Regions from separate parts of the Mus musculus genome. Here all the other regions are linked to region 1. The links are chromatin contacts, called in public Hi-C maps. All regions are on one chromosome and are shown on one strand. The core of a region is the stretch at or near the end of the contact, and the rest is flanking DNA. Distances in the headings are between cores, read along the strand shown.

Region 1 (2,587 bases), core at 60-2,559:
GACTACCATATCCAGGGATCCACCCCATAATCAGCTTCCAAACGCTGACACCATTGCATACACTAGCAAGATTTTGCTGAAAGGATCCAGATATAGCTGTCTCTTGTGAGACTATGCAGGGGCCTAGCAAACACAGAAGTGGATGCTCACAGTCAGCTATTGGATGGATCACAGGGCTCCCAATGGAGGAGCTAGAGAAAGTACCTGAGAAGTGTCAAATCTTAATACTAAAAGAGTATTTGGCAGTGTCTCCTCTCAGAATGCAATCTCAATCATAAAGTACAAACTCTGTGAGGACATAGAAAAGAAGTGTTTTAGGTGATATCCCCAGTGCCTATCACAGCTTTGCATTGGGTAACCACTCAATACATACTTAGTGAATAAATGAATGGATGAAGTAGAAGAAAAGAGTTATATCTTCAGATCTTTAATTAAAACAATTCCCATGCTTCAGCTGAGAATGCATCACTTGGAGATCTTTCAGGTGTTCTGGTGTGAACTCTCCTTATGCTCATGGATGTTTCTTGAATACACTTAGGTTATGATTCTCAGGCCTCACCTAGGACAGTGTTTTTAAACCCCTTTGCTGGTTGCATATAAGATATTCTGAATATCAGATATTTACATTATGATTTATGACAGTAGCAAAAGTATAGTTAGGAAGTAGAAATTAAATAATTTTATGATTGGGGGTCACCACAACATGAGAAACTGTATTGACTTAGGGTCTTTGTATAGCATGTTTTCTTCTCTGGAAAGATAATTTCTGGATTTGTAATACTCTTCTGATGTATTTCCTCCCGGGGGGCGGGGGGGAAGAATTCCTTGTCAAGCTCTGTCCGATTAGCCTTCAGAACAACCCTGCCCCATAGTGGCAATCCTGTATCCAAAGAATGACTTCAAGACTGGTGAATGGTTTTGATCTCCTGCCAGGTTAGATGATGAAGAAAAAGAATTTGCCTTTCAGAGTTTAATTACAGCAGAATGAAGTTATTAGCTTTTTCAGCAAGCACACTGAAATGGGTTTAGTGTAGCTCCTAAGGCAGGAAGAACATAGCATGGAATACCAAATAAAAGTTAACAAATAGTAGATTAAAAAAAAAAAACACATTTTTTCTTTATCAGAAAAAGAAAAAAAAAAAAAACAGCTAGAGAATCTAAGCCCTGTGGCAGAGCAAACATGCTTGTTCCTTTAGCTTGCCAGATGGGGATCTGAGGTCCCAGAGGGCAGGATGGAGACACAGGGTGCTGCCTTATCCTAATGAGGTTTGCCCTAGAATTGAAGAAGACAGATGGGCCTGCAGCTTGGAAGCCCTCAGCAATCTCCCTGGTAACTGGCAAGCAAGGAGCGAATTCCTACGTTTGGTCACTGCCCTCTCACTCTGAGCCCTATCTCCCTGTGTCGTCTTGTTTGGGGAGCATTTGTACTGCTTTAAGCTACATTGAATTCTCCTCTCATGTTTCTTTCTGTTACTTCCTTGGTCTTATGTGCTTGTCTACTCTCCATTTCCATTACACTTTCCTGCAGTAGTGTTGCCTATATCAGCTCCATCTTAGTTATTTCTGAACCTGTGACAGGTGTTCTATGAAGAGTCATATATGGATTACTGATAAGTGAAGGTGGGTACTGCTTAAACCTCTTATTTCTCTTCATGCTCCCAATTTAGAGCTTTTTGTTGGAGTAAAATGGGAATGAATAGCCACTTGAAGAAATGTAGCATCCCTCCTACTTGATGCTAGCCCTTGGAGACTGCATACCTCAGTGAACGTGAGTGATCTCATCTCACAGTGAGACCCACGTATGCTTCCCTGGATGACAGCAGAGTCTCCACGGAGAACACATTTCCCTGCCACCAGGCAGTGAGCCAAATGCTTGTAGTGTTCTGCCTTGAGGAACACAGGCTAACTGGCCTTTTATGAGGGAATGATCAAAATTTGAGAACCATTCTCCTGGTGGAATTTAAATACTCTTACTCTCCTACAGAGCTATTTCCCTCCAGACTTCCCCCAAAGCAGCGAGAACACAAACAAACAAAAATTACTGTTGAAGAATTTAGAAAGTACCAACTATGTTAACATATAGAATTTGAGAGACTGAGACAGGAGAATAGAATATAAATAATAAACCAAAGAAAAAACAAATAAACTCTGAATTGATATGATGTTTAAACTGAAAAATTATACAGGAGTATGGGATGTATTTGCTAAGGAAAACATCATAAACAAATGAAGGCTGTTATTGTGTCACAGGTCTCACAATATAGGTCGTGACTCAAGAGTGCTATTCTATTTTAAATTGACAAAATGATCAATCAAAACGGAACGTGCATGAGCCATTGATGAGAATCTAGAGTAAGCCTCAGACTATGAATTGATATAGATCAATTCTGTCTGAAAATTAAAGAACAGAGATTACAGGTGGGCGGCATATCAAAATCTTCACTTTAAAATAAAAATGACATGAAATAGCGTCTATGACCTTATGATAACTCCCTTCACATTCTCTCTCACCCTATGCATTGACCATCCTTTCCTGGCATTTTATCATGCTTCCATGTCTCATATACAATGGACCTAGAGCTTATAG
Region 2 (2,587 bases), core at 30-2,529, 500 kb after region 1:
CCTCCACAGACTGTCCTCCATGGCCTTGTCCTCCTGGGAAGCTTCTTGATGTACTTCGTGGTTTCCCTAATATACAACGCCACTTGTGTCACCTGCAACAGCCCCACCAATCCCTACTGGGTGATGGAAAGGCAGCTCTCAGACCCCACGTTCTACCTCATCTGCCTCCTCACTCCGGTTGTGGCTCTTCTACCAAGGTTTGAGCTCTTGGGCAATGTCCTTTAAAATCCCCAGTCTCCCCTAAGTTCATATACTGCAAATGTATTAGATTTTGTGAAGAAATTCCTAGCAAGATCAACTTAAGGATAGAGGGCTTTTTTTTCAGCTCACAGTTTGACAATTGTCTATCATGGAGCCTGTCACATGGCTCCCATGCTCAGAAAGTGGAGAGACAGGACTATTGGTTCTCAGCTTACTTCCTCTGCACAGCCCAGAACCCCCAGCCCACAGTAAAGGTGTCTCTTTCCTCCTCTGCTAAACCTTTCTAGAAACACACACAGAGATCTACCCAGATGTGTGTTTCCATAAAGCTTCTAAATCAGTCAAGGTGACTGGGGCCTTGAGATTGTTGTGCAGAGGCGAGGTGCTAGGATAAAGGAACAATAAGCCAGAGGGTAAATAACATGGACTCAGTTCCCAGGTCAGTCATAGAGAAGCAAAATGGCCTCCGCTGTGACATATGGAATGTAGGAGTGATCATTTTACCTCCCTGGCTTATAAATTCTGTTTTGTGGTAAGGGAGCATTTCTTTCAAGCTCTCTAATCTTTTTCTATTAGTGGGGGAGTCTTGCACTTCAGTGCCTGGAGGAAAGGCAGCAGAACAGTAAGCCACATGCAATGCACACAAGGAGGCAACGAACTTCCTGTCATTCCAGGGAAGAACTATGAATCAGAACTTCAGATTTCTCTCAGAAATTTTAATTTTTTTCATGAAGTAGCCAATTTTTATCATCGCTTAAGTTTAAAGCACGTGTGTCACGTTTTTAAAGGCTCTGTCTTCCTGATAAATCATTCATATTCACAAAGCATTTCCTGAGGCTTCCCACCTAAAAACTTCTGCTTTCACGTCTTCAAAGAAAATATCAGCAGTAATGGTGGTTCTCTGTGGCATTCATGTTGGATACGTACTGTATAGCCTCAAAGCTAGGAAGAAATTCATTAGCCCAGTGTTCTTCATTGGAAAAATGATTAGAGCCAGAGTCTTACTAGGCTGCAGCAGCAGCTTAAGAAAGGCCATTGAAACATGTGCACGGACTGTTGACACACATGGAGAGAACAGATGGGCATCAGGGTGATGGCTTGCTGAACAGATGAGGGATGACTTAGGGAAATGTTAGCAAGTATGTACTTGCTACCGACCATGGTATACAGGCCAAAGCTTTGCTCATATTAGCACCACAACATTGAATTCGCATTTAATTCTATTTACTAAGGTCAAAGGGATTTCTTCTGATAATGAAGGGATTATTTTAATAGTTATAAGCACTGCTGACTTTCAAGTTTGGCATGATCCTTGTTTGTTTATATAAACCCACATGACAGAATGTTTGCTGTAGAAAACTGTTCCTGGCTTGCAGTTGAAAGTCATATTACTCATAATGGGGATTGGTCTTCCTCACCAATCTTGTAATAATAGGCCACTAACCTTAGGCTAGGTAACCCACCCAGGTCAAAAGAACATGACAAATTCCCTTCAACTAGAGCATAGATGTATACAAACTATTACAGATTTAAAAGCAAAATAACATACCAAGCTTAAACCCTAATATATCCTCTTAATCCTTTTAATTGGGCCCTCTGCCCTTGACTTTTTTTTTTTTGCAAGTTGTATTTATGTATTTAGGGATGTGTGTGTGTGTGTGTGTGTGTGTGTGTGTGTGTGTGTGTCTTTGTGTATATAAAAAATGAGGCCATGAACTTGAAAGAGAACAAGGAAGATTATATGGGATGGTGTGAGGGAGGAAGGAGACAGGAAATTATATACTCTCAAAAAAAAAAAAGAAAGAATTCTGACCTAGAAAATAGGTCAGGTAGGCTGCAGAGCTGACTCGACATGGCCTATGCTTGGAATGTCTTCCAACTTCTCTTTCTTTCCTTTACAACTCACAGCCTAGATACAGTGAGTGGCAAGCCTTCATCCCAGGCTCTCTGGTCTCCTAGTTTTATACTTGTTCCATACATACAAAAACCACTGTTCTGAACTGAAAAATATTTCGCAGATGCCTCCAACACGGGCCTCTCATTGATTCCAGTTGCATTTCTTTAACTCATTCATCAACTGCACACAGTCTAACAAAAACAGAGAGCACCTATGACTTTCCTCGAGGTTCACCCTCCAAAGCCAGCCTCTTTAGAGTTCCCTTCAGCAAATGCCAGGGCCCAGATTGTCCTCTAGCAATTATCCTTGGCATCCCTTGGGGCTGCATAACCATACACAGCAACAAGTCAACCTTTCTACCTGCGGTATCTTTCTCAGATACATCTGCAATTTTCATTTCTACAGCTGCCATCATAAACAGGCTACTTCCCTGACATCCCAAATTATACAATTTGTCTCCTCTTGAGACTTTTCTCACTATCTATTATT
Region 3 (2,587 bases), core at 63-2,562, 450 kb before region 1:
AAAAGTCTTATATTTTATTAGATGGAGATAGGTGGGATTGAGGTTATGATTAAGGTGTGAATTAGCTAGGGTTCAATACCAGTGCTCAGGAATGATTTATAGCTGTAGTACATTAATGGGTTGTGTTTTAAACATTTTCCATGTACTGAATGCCTTAGTTCTCTCTCTCTCTCTCTCTCTCTCTCTCTCTCTCTCTCTCTCTCTCTCTCTCTCGATATAGAGATAGATATAGATAGTTAGAAGGTAGATATAGATATATGGATATCGATATATGGATATAGATATATGAATATAGATATATGGATAGATAGATAGATAGATAGATAGATAGATAGATAGACAGACAGATAGACAGATAGATAGATAGATACAGAGATATAGAAATATATATTTTAAGGGAAAATATACCCTTCCCTTTCCTATCTGCAATTATCCCCACTGTATCCTTTCTTATTCTGTTTAAAAGTCTTGGCATCTAGTTTTAAACATATTGCTTCATATATATGAATGTAAAAATAGATTCATAAATATATAATTATAATCTGCTCACTCCACATATTATTACTTGTATGTATATGTTTTCACAGATGATCACATGGCATTACATAACCAAGGGCTCTTCCATTGCTGCCTTGGTTTTTCATCTTTAAATGGAGAAAATAACAGAATATGCTTGACATAGTTGAGATGAAGACTCAATATTGCCTAGCTTAGATGAAGATAGAGATCTACTTGGCTTTTAATTACTTAACATACTCCCTAAAACATAAATGGATTTCTGTGTAATTATACCATCTTTGTTATATAGAGTTAAGGAAATAGCATATTTTTCACTATTAAAATGATCTTTAGAACAATGTATCTAAGAAATCCTATTCTATAAGTAAAAATAGTCTACAGAGTTTAAAGACACTTGATTGAAAATCAAAACAATAGATAAGTTTGACAGAAAGCTTATCTCTTTCACCTTTAGTAGAAAGATATTTTAAATAAAATTGAAATTGTTTATTTGTAGTAGGTGGGTATTTTCATGGATAGGGACAAAATTATTTATACAAAAGTATTTTTTGATGTGTAAATGGATTCTGAGATTCAGTCCATTTGAACGGACTGCATGGTCTGCCTTCTCTTATGCCTGATTTTTCTTTCCCTAGAGTAACTTTATACAAGAGAAACACTGAGGAATCATCAAGTACTGGGGAAATAGGGAGATGAGAACTGCCAGCCAGATTTCAGTGTTGATATTAGAGAAGCAAAAGGAAGCAGCAATTATTTGACTGTGATTCAAATCTTCTCAGCCTCTGACTGTGCTGGGCTGTCTCACCTTCTGTGTCTCAGAAAGGCTGTTAGTGACACTGGGGAAGAGGAAGCCAGTTCATGTCTTGGTACCCAAGAAAACTTATCCTCCCATGTTAATGAATCAAAACCAGAGATGCAGGCCTGTTGTGGTTTTATTTAGCATTATATTTAGGAAAGTGTAGCATATGATGGTAGCCATAATCAGAATATACAGTCATAGTATAGTCCACCAAGTGACCTTGCTAGAACCTCCTGGTGTTAGCAAGCATCTTCTTTTTAAATGTGAATTTAGTGGGAAATAGCAACAGTATTGCAGCATAACTAAAGCTATGTACATATGCATACATAATTTATAAACTATGTATTATTTATTTTTATATAATGCCACATTTTATTGAGGTAAAAGAACACAGCAAGGTTAAAAAGAAATGTCTAAACTAAATATAAGCAGTCCAATGCCACTGAAAGTTCTTGTAAAATTGTAAAGGCCACCAGCATGCTGTATAAACATACCAATAAATATTTAGAGTAGAAATTAAGACAAAATAAATAAATTTAAGGCAAGCTTTAGAAGGGTCAGTATGTCTGAATTTATCTGCTATGTGGAAAATATTATTCACAGTGACAATTAAGATATTGAATATGAAGACAAAGGTTGGCAAACTCATTTTGAATCTACCTTATTCACATTATTATTATTATTACTATTATTAATATTATTTACAGAAAATTTGTATTTTCAGTAGCCTTCTAAATTTTATTTTAAATTTAATTTTGAAGAGTACCACTATTGTTTTTAGCCCATACATACCTATTCCATATTATGAAATGCAGACATTCAATTTTCAAGTCGTATCTGAAATGAGACTATGTCTACTAACCTCAATAATTTGTGTTCTGTCAGTGAGGAAAATGGAAAATGACAAACTACAGTATCCAGATTTTTCTGGTTACAAACTACTCAACAGTACTGCTCACTTCCATTGTATCTTTGGAAAGGTAAACTATCCAGTACACAAGGTTGAATCCTGCAAAAGCTACTGGGAAGAGAATTCGAGAATACTGATCTATTTTGCTGGTGCCCCCAGTGGCTGGTAAGAGCAATGGGGGAGAGACAGGCGTCGATTTTAAGATGGGCGTTCTACTGAGGGCTTTGCTGGCCTCAGAAGATGGAACGATGGGCAAAGTCAGAGAGCTGATTCTCTTCTTCAGATGGTACTTGGAGTCAGAATGCTAAGAAAGAGAAGTAACAATCATCAACATAGCAAACTAAAAAAGATGCCCTGTC

Evidence for each region. A called contact is a pair of places that touch in the nucleus more often than the background predicts.
Region 2: a contact with region 1 is called in a Hi-C map of cerebellum, with 2.4 times the contacts expected there. The contact joins two enhancer-like sites. A contact is called at or near these places in 4 of 484 Hi-C or Micro-C datasets (cerebellar granule neurons and cerebellum).
Region 3: a Hi-C map of cerebellar granule neurons shows a contact between it and region 1, with 2.9 times the contacts expected there. The contact joins two enhancer-like sites. A contact is called at or near these places in 2 of 484 Hi-C or Micro-C datasets (brain and cerebellar granule neurons).

What each region holds. Positions count from the first base shown.
Region 1 is chr11:42,753,797-42,756,383 of GRCm38.p6, forward strand. No RefSeq gene overlaps it. Among named protein-coding and RNA genes, the nearest start is that of Gm34644, 120 kb to the right of the region's middle. Within about 2 kb of position 1,310, at least 8 of the 459 cell types and tissues checked have an H3K27ac peak or open chromatin away from gene starts, as enhancers often do. A contact at or near this core is called in cerebellar granule neurons and cerebellum, where this site is marked.
Region 2 is chr11:43,254,167-43,256,753 of GRCm38.p6, forward strand. Atp10b (ATPase, class V, type 10B) reads left to right here. Exons shown (of 23, transcript NM_176999.3): 22 at 10-197. Among named protein-coding and RNA genes, the nearest start is that of Gm12146, 31 kb to the left of the region's middle. Within about 2 kb of position 1,280, at least 2 of the 459 cell types and tissues checked have an H3K27ac peak or open chromatin away from gene starts, as enhancers often do. A contact at or near this core is called in cerebellum, where this site is marked.
Region 3 is chr11:42,305,004-42,307,590 of GRCm38.p6, forward strand. Gabra6 (gamma-aminobutyric acid (GABA) A receptor, subunit alpha 6) reads right to left here. Exons shown (of 9, transcript NM_001099641.2): 9 at 1,434-2,532. The coding sequence ends at 2,257. Among named protein-coding and RNA genes, the nearest start is that of Gabra6, 15 kb to the right of the region's middle. Within about 2 kb of position 1,313, at least 1 of the 459 cell types and tissues checked has an H3K27ac peak or open chromatin away from gene starts, as enhancers often do. A contact at or near this core is called in cerebellar granule neurons, where this site is marked.